Regions from separate parts of the Sus scrofa genome. Here region 1 is linked to region 2. A link is a contact called in public Hi-C data. All regions are on one chromosome and are shown on one strand. The core of a region is the stretch at or near the end of the contact, and the rest is flanking DNA. Distances in the headings are between cores, read along the strand shown.

Region 1 (6,184 bases), core at 3,575-6,074, 180 kb before region 2:
GAGGAAAAGGCGTGCTGCTCAGTCAAAACTCCTGGGGGACAGGGAGACCTGGAAGATTTCGGAGCCGTGCTCCCGAGTTTGAGGAGGAGAGGATGGGGTCTGTCGAGGTGAGGAGAAACCGGAGCTTCTCTTGGGGGTGGGGGCTGGGAATTCCAACAGCTCCAGCTGTGTGGACGCCGACGGGGCTATGCAAGGGCCCTGAGGTTGGGCTTGGTCAGTTTCAAAAAATAAACCACTGTCTGCAGTGTACTTTATAAAGACACACACACACAGAGACACAAACACACACACACACACACACACACTCTCTTAAGGTTCCTGTAACCTTGCCCACAGCAGCTGGGTGGTGGAGTGGTTGGGGTGAAGCAGGTTGGCCCTGGGTTAAACAGTGTGTGGAGGTGACGGGGGAGCAGCCTGTGAGAAGGAGCGACAGAGCAGTAACTAGGCAGGGCACCAGGTGCCACAAGGAGTCATCAGCAATGGGAAAAGTGAAGAAAGAGCACTGACAGCGACAGGGCAGGAACACACAGATAAGAAGGTAGCTGAGGAGTTCCCATCGTGGCGCAGTGGTTAACGAATCTGACTAGAACCATGAGGTTGCGGGTTCGATCCCTGGCCTTGCTCAGTGGGTTAAGGATCCGGCGTTGCCGTGAGCTGTGGTGTAGGTCGCAGACACGGCTTGGATCTGGCATTGCTGTGGCTCTGGCATAGGCTGGTGGCTACAGCTCCGATTCGACCCCTAGCCTGGGAACCTCCATATGCCACAAGAGCGGCCCAAGAAAATGGCAAAAAGACAAAAAAAAAAAAAAAAAAAAAAAAAAAAAAAGAAGGTAGCTGACAAGACAAAGGGACAAGCAGGGAAGGGACAGAGCCAAGCACACACATAGTACAGAGGAAGGACATTTCATCCTCTGAGCTTGGGCAGAAGGAAGGGCTGAGAGGAAGTCAAACTGGAGGTGGGAGTAGAGGAGGCTGAAGGCCTGACTAAAGGATTCCACCTTCTCAGTGCGGAGTCTGCAGAGAGCAGAGAGGGTGAGAATGCAGGGCATGTGGGAGGGGCCGGGAGGGGACAAGAACTCTGGACTGTGGGGTGGCTCGGAGGGCCCTCCTAAAGCTGGGGACTGTGAAGGGGCCCCAGACTTGGTGATAGAGCAATTTTCTCCAGCAGGGCTGGTGGACCATGGGGCTGGTCTAAGATGGCTAATTTGCTGGTGTCTCTTGTCTGGCCTGAGAGCTGCAGAGGTGCTGAGAGTGTTGCTGAGGGAAGTGGTCAAGCATCCGCTGCATGCTCTAGGCTGCAGGGGGGAAGCAGACCAGGAGGCAGCCAATTGACCTGGACAGCAGGAAGGCACCAAGGACCTGTTGGCTTTCCTTTTCTTTTCTTTTCTTTTTTTTTTTTCTGTCTTCTTGCCATTTCTTGGGCCGCTCCCATGGCATAGGGAGGTTCCCAGGCTAGGGGTTCAATCGGAGCTGTAGCCGCCAGCCTATGCCAGAGCCACAGCAACACAACATCCAAGCTGCATCTGCAACCTATACCACAGCTCACAGCAACTCCAGATCCTTAACCCACTGAGCAAGCCAGGGATCGAACCCGCAACCTCTTGGTTCCTAGTCGGATTCGTTAACCGCTGAGCCACGACAGGAACTCTGGCTTCCCTTTTCTTTTCTTCTTTTTTTTTTTTTTAGGGCCGCCACCACCACTGCAGCATATGGAGATTCCCAGGCTAGGGGTCGAATCGGAGCTGCAGCTTCCAGCTTAACACCATAGCCACAGCAATGCAGATCTGAGCTTCATCTTCAACCTACACCCAGCTCACAGCAACAGTGGATACTTAACCCACTGAGCAAGGCCAGGGATTGAACCTGCATCCTCAAGAATGCTAGTCAGACTGGTCTCCACTGAGCCACAACAAGAACTCCCCTGTTGGCTTTTCTGATGGAGAAGTAAGAGACAGAGGAGGAAATGTGAGCCTAGGTTGCTGATTTAGGGGAAGGCGAAACTGAAAGTTACAAGGTCTTCAGGAAGAAATTCTTGTCCATAAACTACAAAAGGCAAAGCATTTTCTAAATTGTGGCTTATCATTAATCCCTACAAAGAGAGAAAATAATCAACTGTGACAACTCCTAGACAAAGGCTTGCCCTTGAAATGTACAAGCCCAATTGGCAACTAAAGTCTAGCAAGTACTGCAAAAGGGAGGCAAAATGATCTGGTATCTACTCCGTCACATGTGAAAAAGACCCATTCTCATTCTAACAATACACCCACAACCCCAGGAACATGGAGATGACTCCAGATGACACCCAGGTTTCTTGCTTCCAGCAACCCACCTTAAGCAGCTCCACAGCCACTAGCACCTCCTCAGCAGGAACCTTATTATCCCCCAGCATGTTGGAAAGAGTCCACTTGAGGGGCTTCAGCAGGAAGACTCCAACCCCCCAGGAGATCCAGCTGCTATCTACGCTGGCCATGAAGTCTGACTCCCGCTGCAGCTCCCCTCGACTGCAGGTGAAAAAAGAAAAGGGCATTAGTAGGTTTCACGCAAGGTCCCACTTCCCTCTTAACCCACAAAGAGGCATTTAATTATCATCATCATAAACGCCTTTTACCAGGCACCTACTCCGTGCCAGCTACTATGAGCAGCACTGTTTATGCTCCAGCTCTAAGCCGCGTAACAATTTTCTACAAGAGAAAATTGAGGGATTGAGAAGATGACAGAGGTCAAAACTAAACTATAATTTGGCTCCAATATGCAAGCTTTCCGCTAAAACTACAAAGGCACAGGAGGTCATGGGGCCTGTGTTGAGACTTCCCTTTACAAATGGAGTTCCAAATGATAAAATGAAAACAGCAACAATGGATTAGTGTCAAGGACAAGACATAAGGAAGAATACAAAGATGTTCAGAGAAAGAGTTCTCTGCTATTCCTAAGCCAGGGTGGAGATAAGACATAAGCATTTCATGGTACTAGTAATACGTTGCTAAATGTACTGAATGCTCCCATGGGCTGGTTATTATGCTAAGGGCCACAGAAAGAGTATCTCTTCAAATATAATAAATTCAGAGATCCTGCTGTGGCTCAGCAGAAACGAATCTGACTAGTAACCATCATGAGGATGCAGGTTCGATCCCTGGCCTTGCTCAGTGGGTTAAGGATCTGGCATTGCTGTGAGCGGTGGTGTAGGTTGCAGACACAGCTCGGATCCCGTGCTGCTGTGGCTCTGGTGTAGGGAACCCCTAGCCTGGGAACCTCCATATGCCGCGAGAGCGGCCCAAGAAATGGCAAAAAGACCAAAAAAAAAAAAAAAAAAAAAAAGCAGCCCAGACTGTTCTTGCTCCTCACCGACTTCTTCAGCTACTGTCTCTCCTGCGCCCCATCTCGGGCCTGGACTGAAACTTTGATGTCAGCCGAGGCAAGAGAGCTGGGGAAAAGGAGGAGAGACCTCTTGATCAGAAAGAGCAGCAAGCTAAAAGCAATGTATCAAAGTTGACTTTTGTCTTCAGCCAGGCTGCTCTGGGTATGACATATACAACGTGTGCATATGCTTTAGAATAGAAGACCCCGGGGTCCAGTTCCCCCATTCTTCTAACTAGCTATGCAACCCCAGGTAAGTCGCTTATCTCCTTAGGTTCAGTTTCCTCTTCTGTCTGCTGAGGACACCTGCCCACAGGACTGCAGAGGGGGTCAGATGAAATGGTGTGTGCAAAGTACCTGCACACTGTGAAGTGTTGTATGTGTATAAGATGTCCACGTTACCACCTGAGGTAGCTCCAAAACCCTGCACCTGTTGCACAGGTAGCACCTAAAGGGCACCAAGATACTCAGTAAAGCCCTCAACCTCCCTCATGTCTTCTGCTCCAAACCGCTTGTGCCAAGGATAAGCCAAGACAGGCCAGACACATGACCTCTGCTGGGAGGCTGCTAGCAAGATCCCTACAGGCCTCTTCCCCACAACTGTCTTCTTAGCTCTGCCTTTCCTTAGTTCAATAAATCCTGTCTCATGGACCATTTATGTTTCGAGGTAATCTGAATTCAGAAGTCCCTACGAAATAACTACATAATGGGATTCCAGTCCAGACAAATCACTGTCACCTCCGACAGGCTGGCTTCTACTCTAAACCCTCTGCATCTCCGTAATGAGGCTACCCTGGCCTCTCAATTTCCCTCCACCCTCCTCCCTCTCTCTCCCAACACCCCCTAACCTAGCCTCCTTCTTCGCCCACAGAGCAAACAGAGACTGCCCAGGGGGCCAGCTCCTGGGCTGGGCGGCGTGCGCTCGGGAGAACTGCCCGGGTCCCTGCCCGCGGGGAGCCGCCCCGCCCCCCGGCCCGGGCCCGCCCTCACCGCAGCAGGTCCTGCAGCACGGTGGCCAGCCCCAGCGGGACGCTGCCCTTGCGCTGAAAGGCCTCCTGCAAGTCCCGCAGACGCAGGCGCACCACCCCCTGGCGGCGGCTGTGGCTCAGCACCAACGGTGCCCAGAAGCCCATCTTGCTGTCCCAGTCGGTGCTGTTCACCTCGCGACTCCTTTTGAAGGCGGAGAACAGGAAAGACATGCGCTCCTCATCTTCCTCCCACTCGGGGGGCAGTAGGCCCGCCGAGTCTCCCCCGGCCGGGGCCTCGGCCTCCCGCTCCGGGGACCACATCGGAACCCCAGCCCCGCCAAGGCTCCGAACACAACCCTGGCCCTGGTCCCCTTCCGTCCTGGTTCCCTCCCGGCTTCCGTTCCTTGGCCACCTCCTCTTCTGTCATTACGTCACCGCCCCATGAAATAAGTCCGCGTGTCCTCACGGCGCACGCGTCTCCGCCCGGCCTGCGCCCGGAAGTAGGATGATGACCCTATTTTTCGAGAAACTCAGAGCGCTTGCGCCAACCCCTCCTCCCGCAGCCTTTGTGCGGTAAGGAGGACGTCGCGTGTGCGCAGCGGGTAAGTGCGCATCGTCGCACCCCGTCTGGAATCGGGAAGTTTGGCAAAGCATCGTAGAGGCAAACGACTGTCCGCCGAACTTGTGGTGGTTTCTGATAGGACTGTAGAGTCCCGCTAAGGGGCGCCAGAGGCACGAGCGTCAGCCACGCAGATCACCTTGTAGCGGCGTTCTTCAGACATTTAAACTTCCGAGTGAGCTCCCTTTTACGATAACGTCACGGATAAACAAAACTCTCGATCACTTAAGCTCTGTGAGAGTGTATACCCGGATTTTCAAGGATATATAAGCTTTCACTCCTCACCTTCTCTATCTTGGAGTGTCCCTTTGTTACCTTCTCAGAATCAATATACCCTTAAGATCGCGCTCAGTTCTTATTTTCCTTGAAACCGTCTCCAACTGTTCTGACTCATCGTTGATCTCTTTCACGATGAAAGAGTACAGCATGGGCTGAACAATACAGCATTTACTATTCCGGGTCCTGTTCCCTCGTTCCCTGAGAGCGGTGCAATGGCTTTAATATCTGTAATGCATGGTGGTGCTGGAGAACTATTTCATAAACTGAAAAGGGCATACCTTGACCCTTGCCCTTCTAATTATCTTAGAATTGTTAGATTCTCTCACACACAGACACAAAAATCTTAACGAGTAACAGACATATTCAGTGTGTTAAGAATAAACTGGTTTTCTTTTTAATTGAACCATCTAAAAGGTGAAAAGAGTTTCTTATTTAATGGAACCAGGTAACAGTCATCAGAGTGGAACATAAATTTGGCCTCTGTCGCTCACTGGCTGTATGACCTTGGGCCTCTTGTAAAGTAATATTTCCTAATAGGGTTGTTTGAGGGAAATGTTACAATGTATGTAAAATACTTGGCAAATGATGTAGTGGGTGTTATCACTGAGTGACAGGATGTTTAGTAGTTGGGACTTAGTGTAAGGAAGAATTTTAATAAGCATTTTAAAGGAGAGGAAGTGATATGATTGGTTACGTAAATGAATGTGTTGATACTGATGACTTGTGTTATTCCTCCAAGCACTTTCACAGACAATACCTCATTTAATACTCATAGCAATTGACAAAAATTCTTGACCACACTCTAGACAGGCTCCTCTAAGTCTTCTTAACTATACCTGTCAACCTTAGTCTATAAAGATGTGAACAAAAACTAACAGTTTCTAGCAGCTGAAGGCATATTTGTAAGGTGACCCTACCCCCCCTTAAAGTGCCTGCCTAAGAAAACTCAAGGTTATCAAAAAAA
Region 2 (6,303 bases), core at 2,458-4,957:
ACTTATTTCCAATTCTTCAATCTCCATGATAACATATTTTTGTACATATTTTACTTTTTATTTATCAATCATTAGATATTACATTTCCTTATCTTTCTTCTAGCCTCATGTTGTATGGTGTCTGTTATATTTTTAAACTTCTTATTGTAAATATTTGTAAACATATCAAAAAATTGAAAAAAATTAGTGCAATGAATACTCATTCTCATTACTTAGATTTAACAACTGTTAACATTTTTCCTATACGCTTTTTTTTTTTTCTTGGCCAAAGCGTTTCAAAATAACTTGGTAGACATCACGACATTTCTAAAAAATTTAACATGTGTTTTCTCAAAAAGGACATTTTTCTCCATAACCACAAAACCATCATCACACTTAAGTAAATTAACAAAAATTCCTGATATCATCTACTACCCAGTTGATAGTCATATTTCCCAAACTGTCCCTAAATATATTTTATAGCTATCCCCCCCCCTTTTTTTTTTCTTTTTAGGGCTGCACTTGCAGCATATGGAAGTTCCCAGGCTAGGGGTCAAATTGGAGCTGCAGCTGCCAGTCTCTGCCACAGCCACAGCAACACCGGATCCAAGCCACATCTTTGACCTACTCCACAGCTCATGGCAATGCTGGATCCTTAACCCACTGAGCGATACCAGGGAGTGAACCCACATCCTCATGGTTCCTAGTCAGGTTCTTTTCCACTGCACCACGATGGGAACTCCCTGTAGCTATTTTCTTACTCATACCTTTTGAACAGTTGCCTAGTATTACCATCTCTGCATGGAATTCACCAATTCTTCTAGAGCTGCAATTATCACGGAGCTTCTTTCTTTGCAAATGTGTTCTCCCAAGGAGTGTTTATTGAGCACCTACCATGTTCCAGTGAAGTGCTTGGTGCTAGAATAATGGGGTGAAAATCAATTTTCCTGCCTTTGTGTAGCATGTGGCCAGTAGACAAGGAGACCGTTTTCTTCAATGGAACATTTCTAAACTAGCAGAAAGTGGGAAACGGTCAAAGAGTGGGAGCTTGCCTCTTTTTTTTTTTTTAAATGCTTTCAATATGTGTAGTTTATTGGATGTCAGTTATACCGCAATACAGAATGCAGCTGTTAGACACACACATAGACACAAAAGATGGAGTTAAAAGACAGCTGGAGACATTCCCTGATAAAATCTGTGTTCTAGGGAGATAAGTCGTTCATAGCACTCACAGAGACTCAAAGGATCTTAAGGTTGGAAGGCCCTTCTCACACCTGCCTCCCCATTCCCCACCCCTGGGCATCGCCCTGTCCAACACTGGGGTCTAGAAGATGTGGGGAAGGGGTAGTGAGGGCAGACCACTGCTTGACCATCCCAGGGACGAGCCTTGTCTTCCCAAGGATGAGACTTCAGAGTTGGGTAGTGACAGCAGTCACTTTGGTGCCCAGCATCTGCTTTTTCCTTGAAGCCAGGACTCAAGCTGGGTGTCACACCGGGATCTGCATCCACATTAGATTGCCAAGCGGTCAAGGTGAAGAGAGGGAAATCTTTGACCTCCACTCTCTGAGGGTCCTCATAGGGCACATAAGAGCCGAGGAGGACATCTGGGAGCCTGGGACATCTTGATTCGAATATTATCATCCCTCCCCCTAAGTGTGTTCTACCCATTATTCTGTTATCGAGAGAGGCAATGCTCTTGACGTTTACCCTAGTTGAAAAGGACCATAACCCCTCCACTGGAATTTCTCCCTTTTTAAAAAATTATTTTTCTTTTTGGCATATCCTTGAGCAGAAAACATGGCCTTTTCTTTATTCCTTGGTGATCAAAGTGGATTTTTTTTTTCTTCTTCCCAAATCCCTCCGTTGCCTCTGTTTGACTCTGCTTCCTCTATCCTTTCCTTTGGCCCTTTGGTCTCAGCGTCCCCACTGCCAGAGCATTCCTGCCCCTAGGGCAGAAGTGGCCTTTCAAAAGTATTTACTGCCAGGGGTCCTGGGAGACAGGAAGACCCCCTGGGTCATCTGAAGCCTGGTCTGCACTGTCCCAGTCTCAGCCCGCAGAAAGTGTTCCACACCCCCACCCCAGGAGTCCCCTGAGGGTGACAGGTAGCAGGGCTGTCATACTGCAGGGAGTAGGGAGGGAGGAGACAAGAGAAGGAAAGGGGCTGCTGAGCTGGAAGGACTTCCCTTAACTGTTTCCATCTTTTTCTCCTTACCCTCCTTGGCCCTTGTCTCAGAGCATCCCACATACAGTGCATGTACTTTGCCTTACCTACTCTGCTCCTTTTCAGGGCTGTCGTCCTGCCTAGAATGCACTACTCACCCTTTCCTCCAGCCACCCTTCAAGGCCAAACTCAAGGAGTCTTTTCGCCTTTTTTTTTGGCTGCTCTCATGGCATATGGAAGATCCTGGGCCAGGGTTGGACACTTCACCATAGGTGTAACCAGGGTCGCAGCAGTAACGATGCCAGATCCTTAACCAGCTGAGCCACCAGGGAATTCCCCAAACTCAAGTTTTAATTTTTTTCTCGTGTGTGTGTGTGTGTGTGTGTGTGTGTGTGTTTCTTTTTTTCCTGTGGCACATGGAAGTTCCCAGGCTAGGGATCAAATGGGAGCTGTAGCTGCCGACCTACACCACAGCTCATGGCAACGTGGGATCCTTAACTCACTGTGCAAGGCCAAGGATGGAACCCACGTCCTCATGGTTACCAGTCAGGTTCCTTACTGCTGAGCCACAACAAGAACTTCTCTCCTTTAAAAAACAAAACAAAACAAAAAAGTTATACATGATTTACAATGTCGTGCCAGTTTCTGCTGTTCAGTAAAGTGACCCAGCCCTGCGTGCGTGCGTGCGTGCGTGTGTGTGTGTGTGTGTGTGTGTGTGTGTGTGTGTGTGTGTGTATTCCTTTTCTTACATTACCTTCCATCATTATCCCAAGATACTGGTCTATCCCTGAGTTAGACAGTAGGACCTCATTGCTTATCTGCTCTAAATGTAATCCAACCTCAAGTTTGTTTTGTTTTGTTTTTGTCTTTTGTCTTTCTAGGGCCGCACCCACGGCATATGAAAGTTCCCAGGCTAGGGGTCTAATCGGAGCTATAGCTGCCAGCCTACGCCAGAGCCACAGCCACGCCAGATCCGAGCCGCGTCTGTGACATACAGCACAGCCCAAGGCAATGTGGGATCCTCTGACCTCAAGTTTTTAAATCTCCTCTCACTCTGCTCAGCTTACACTCCTTGCCCAGCTCTGTCCATTCCTCCCACTCCTCACAAAGGGCGAGCGCCAACCCCCCCAGAGGAGCCCCCTCCCACTTTCCCAGGTGCTTCCAGCCAGCTCTGGTAGGAGTCGGGTGATGGTTTTGGTGTGCAGGACAAACCCAGCATCTGGAGGGGAGCCCTTCCCTAACTCCATGACAAAGGCTGGGGTCAGAAAGCCTGCTGTCTGCTTCACAGTACAAAGCCCAGACTCCCCTCCAGCAGTTCCGAAGGGATGTAATACCAGCATCTCCGGGCTGGCTGGACAAGTTCCCGTCAGGTCAGCCTCAGTTCTGTGCTTCTATGTGGAAGAGCGGGGCATCCTAAGAGCGGGGCTGACCTGGGAGTGGAGGAGGCGTGCAGTTCTGCTTTGAAGGTTTTGAATGTGCTCTATCAGTGGGAGGACGTTGTGGCGGTATGGGCTTGACTCCCAGGAAAGATGAAGCACTGGCACTGTAGGTTTTGGGGTCAGCAGCATGGGGCCAAGGTTTAGACCCAGGAATGATGCCCTTGACTCCGAGGGGGGACTATGAGAAGGGGCTCAAGTGAGAAAACATGCCCCCAGGGAAGAGGGGTAAAGGGGGTGTTTAGTTGGTGAATCACTTCTGTTGTCATTTTGTCCACGGGCCACTTGAGAAGTGGTGGGAATTCTTGAGCGGTACGTGTTTGTGCACAGTGCCTGGGCCAGTGGCTCCCAACAGCCCTTTCTCTCCCCCTGCTGGTCATGTGATTTTAATTATTAACTCAGAAAGGAGAACTCCCCGCCAAGGGACATGAAGGCCAATTAAAACTGTACTAACTGCGTTTCACAGGCCCAGGCTGGGACGCATCCTGGCCTAGCCTGGTAGATTCTAGGCCTGCAGGGAACCTAAATTCCTCCCTGACCAGTGCTGCAGTGACTCAGGTGTTCTCCGACAGCAAGGCCTCAGCGGAGGCAAATCAGAATCGCGAAGTGGGACCATGGCCTGGGCCTGTACCTCCCCTAGGTATAGATGGACCATCTGAGTCTAGAACTTTCTGTAGCCTGATGCCCTGGGGAGGCTCACAGGCCACTTGGGTCTTGGCTCCCAAGCTGTGGGCACCAGCTTGTCTGTTTTCCTCACCCGTGACACCAAAAAAGCACAAAGAGCAAGCAGGCCACCCTGCACCCCGCAACTTGCCTCTGCCTTGTGACTGTGCTTAATATAGGTCAAATGGAAACAGCTCCCAAAATAGACCTTCTCTGAGAAGCAGCTGAGCTTGTGAAATGCTCCACAGAAAGGGAAAGGTGTGGGTGACAGGGGAGCGTCCTTCTCCTCAGGTGTTACGTAACCTGGGCTTAAAAATTGGGGCCAAATATCTGCAGAGAAAAAGCGAGTGGGCCCCTGACTCTGCCTCTCCCATCCCCCACTCCTGCCCCCTGCCCCCAGGCGCAGGGAGCAGTCCAGCTGTACATCAGCAAATTCTCAAGGAGCTGGTTCTGTCCTGGCAAGGTCACCCCTCAAAGCATCACTCTGGGGAGCTTGTCACGCATACCAAAGTGATCACATGACTCCCACCAGGGCTGGCTGGACGCCCCAGAGTGGGGAGGCCACTCCCCTGGGAGAGCTGGTGCAGGATGTGGGTCTCATCTGGCCCATGCAGTGGGGTGTGGGAGGGACAGAGAGGTTGAGGGCAGGGGGCCTGCAGGGGCTGAGGAGAGCAGGACAAGACTGCCAGCCTTGGGGAGGAGAGGGCATTCATTCAGGGCCAGAGGAAGCACCCCGAATCCTGCAGACACAGCAGCCTCTTCCTCTCTGTCCTCACCAGAGCCTCCAGGGGGCCCAGCACACCCCACCCCCATCGCAGCCTCTTCCTTTGCCATTTTGCCTCAGCCGGGAAGAGGGGCTTCTATAATCAAAAAGAGCCGTCTCCCTGGTGTCCAGTGCCCCCACTCTCTCAGGGATGCCTTGCAGAGGGCTGCCTGGGAAGGGAGGCGAACCGAGGAGGGAAACTTCCTGAAGAAGTGACTTGAGAAGAGACAGGAAGTTGGAAGGGGACCCGTGGGGCAGGGGAAACCCATGAGGGGTGTGTTGAGATGCAAACAAAATCCATACAAAGTCTGGGAGGCAAGAGGGAGGGCCTGTCTCCAGGAGAACCCTCAGTGACTGCAGGAGTCACAGGATGTCAAGATTCAGGAAGGCACAAGGGGAGACTGACAGGAAACAGAGGCCCCACCAGGAAGGGGCTTTTTGAAAGCAGGGGTCCTCCAACGTGGGGGGGGAAGGAAAGCAGATTGTTGGGCCTCATCTCAGAGCTACTGAATCAGGAACTCGGAGCCGGCTGCCTACGACATGTGGCTGAACGAGCCCTTCGTGTGACTCTGAGTCACGCTGAAGTTTGAGAATAGCTGAGCCAAAGTTGTGGAAGTTGCCTTTGGGAAGTGGCGACAATGGGGGGAGGTGGCTCTTTCAGGAAATTTGGCTGCGATGGAAAGGGGAGGGGTGGGTGGTGCTTAGCGGTGCTTGGAGAGTGCCTTCACTCGGTTCCCTGGGAGACAGAGGCTGAGATGGAGGTTTGCAGGCCTGGGAAGTGTCTTGGGGTGTGCTCCCCAGGGTGGGGCCACGTGAGGGAGCAGAGGGGGAGGGTGGACTGTGAGGCAGTGATCCAGGCCTCGAAGAGCCCTCTGGGAGCTGTGGGGCCCCCTTCACAGCTGTCCCAGAGTCAAGTTAAGGGGGCTTGGCCCTTTACTCCATGTGTTAACCATGCCATTTGATTTTTTGTGTTTTCTGATGTTTTGACATCTGGAGCTTTGCTGTTCTGGAGAAATGCCCCCCCCCCCATCCCACCCCTGCACCAACGCTAGCAAATTCCAGAGATAGAATTGTTAGGTTTGCTGAGGGAGGAACATGCTAGGCCAAGTTAGTAAAGCAAAAGAGATTTATTAAGGCACCTGAGGGGCACAGGCTGAGCTCAAGATAGCAGCAGCCCTGACTGTGAGGAGGTGCCAGGCTTTATAAAGGATCCGAGGCAGGAATCTGTGGCTGGATGGAGTTCATGGCAGGAACTTGGACCAGAAATGACGAAGAAGAAGGAGGGGAAAGTGTGTGTGGA

What was found. Hi-C and Micro-C count contacts between places; a contact is called where the count stands out from the background.
Region 1: a contact with region 2 is called in a Hi-C map of retroperitoneal adipose tissue, with 2.5 times the contacts expected there. The contact joins the promoter of CHMP7 here to the enhancer-like site in region 2. A contact is called at or near these places in 1 of 5 promoter capture datasets (fetal skeletal muscle), 8 of 47 Hi-C or Micro-C datasets (embryonic fibroblasts, heart right ventricle, liver and 4 more) and 1 of 2 datasets of contacts at active chromatin or transcription factors (alveolar macrophages).

The regions. Positions count from the first base shown.
Region 1 is chr14:7,388,706-7,394,889 of Sscrofa11.1, reverse strand. It overlaps CHMP7 (charged multivesicular body protein 7), which reads right to left and starts at 4,824. Exons shown (of 10, transcript XM_021074113.1): 1 at 4,345-4,824; 2 at 2,330-2,501. The coding sequence starts at 4,643.
Region 2 is chr14:7,206,530-7,212,832 of Sscrofa11.1, reverse strand. No RefSeq gene overlaps it. Among named protein-coding and RNA genes, the nearest start is that of RHOBTB2, 14 kb to the left of the region's middle. Within about 2 kb of position 3,707, at least 38 of the 83 cell types and tissues checked have an H3K27ac peak or open chromatin away from gene starts, as enhancers often do. A contact at or near this core is called in alveolar macrophages, fetal skeletal muscle, omental adipose tissue and 2 more, where this site is marked.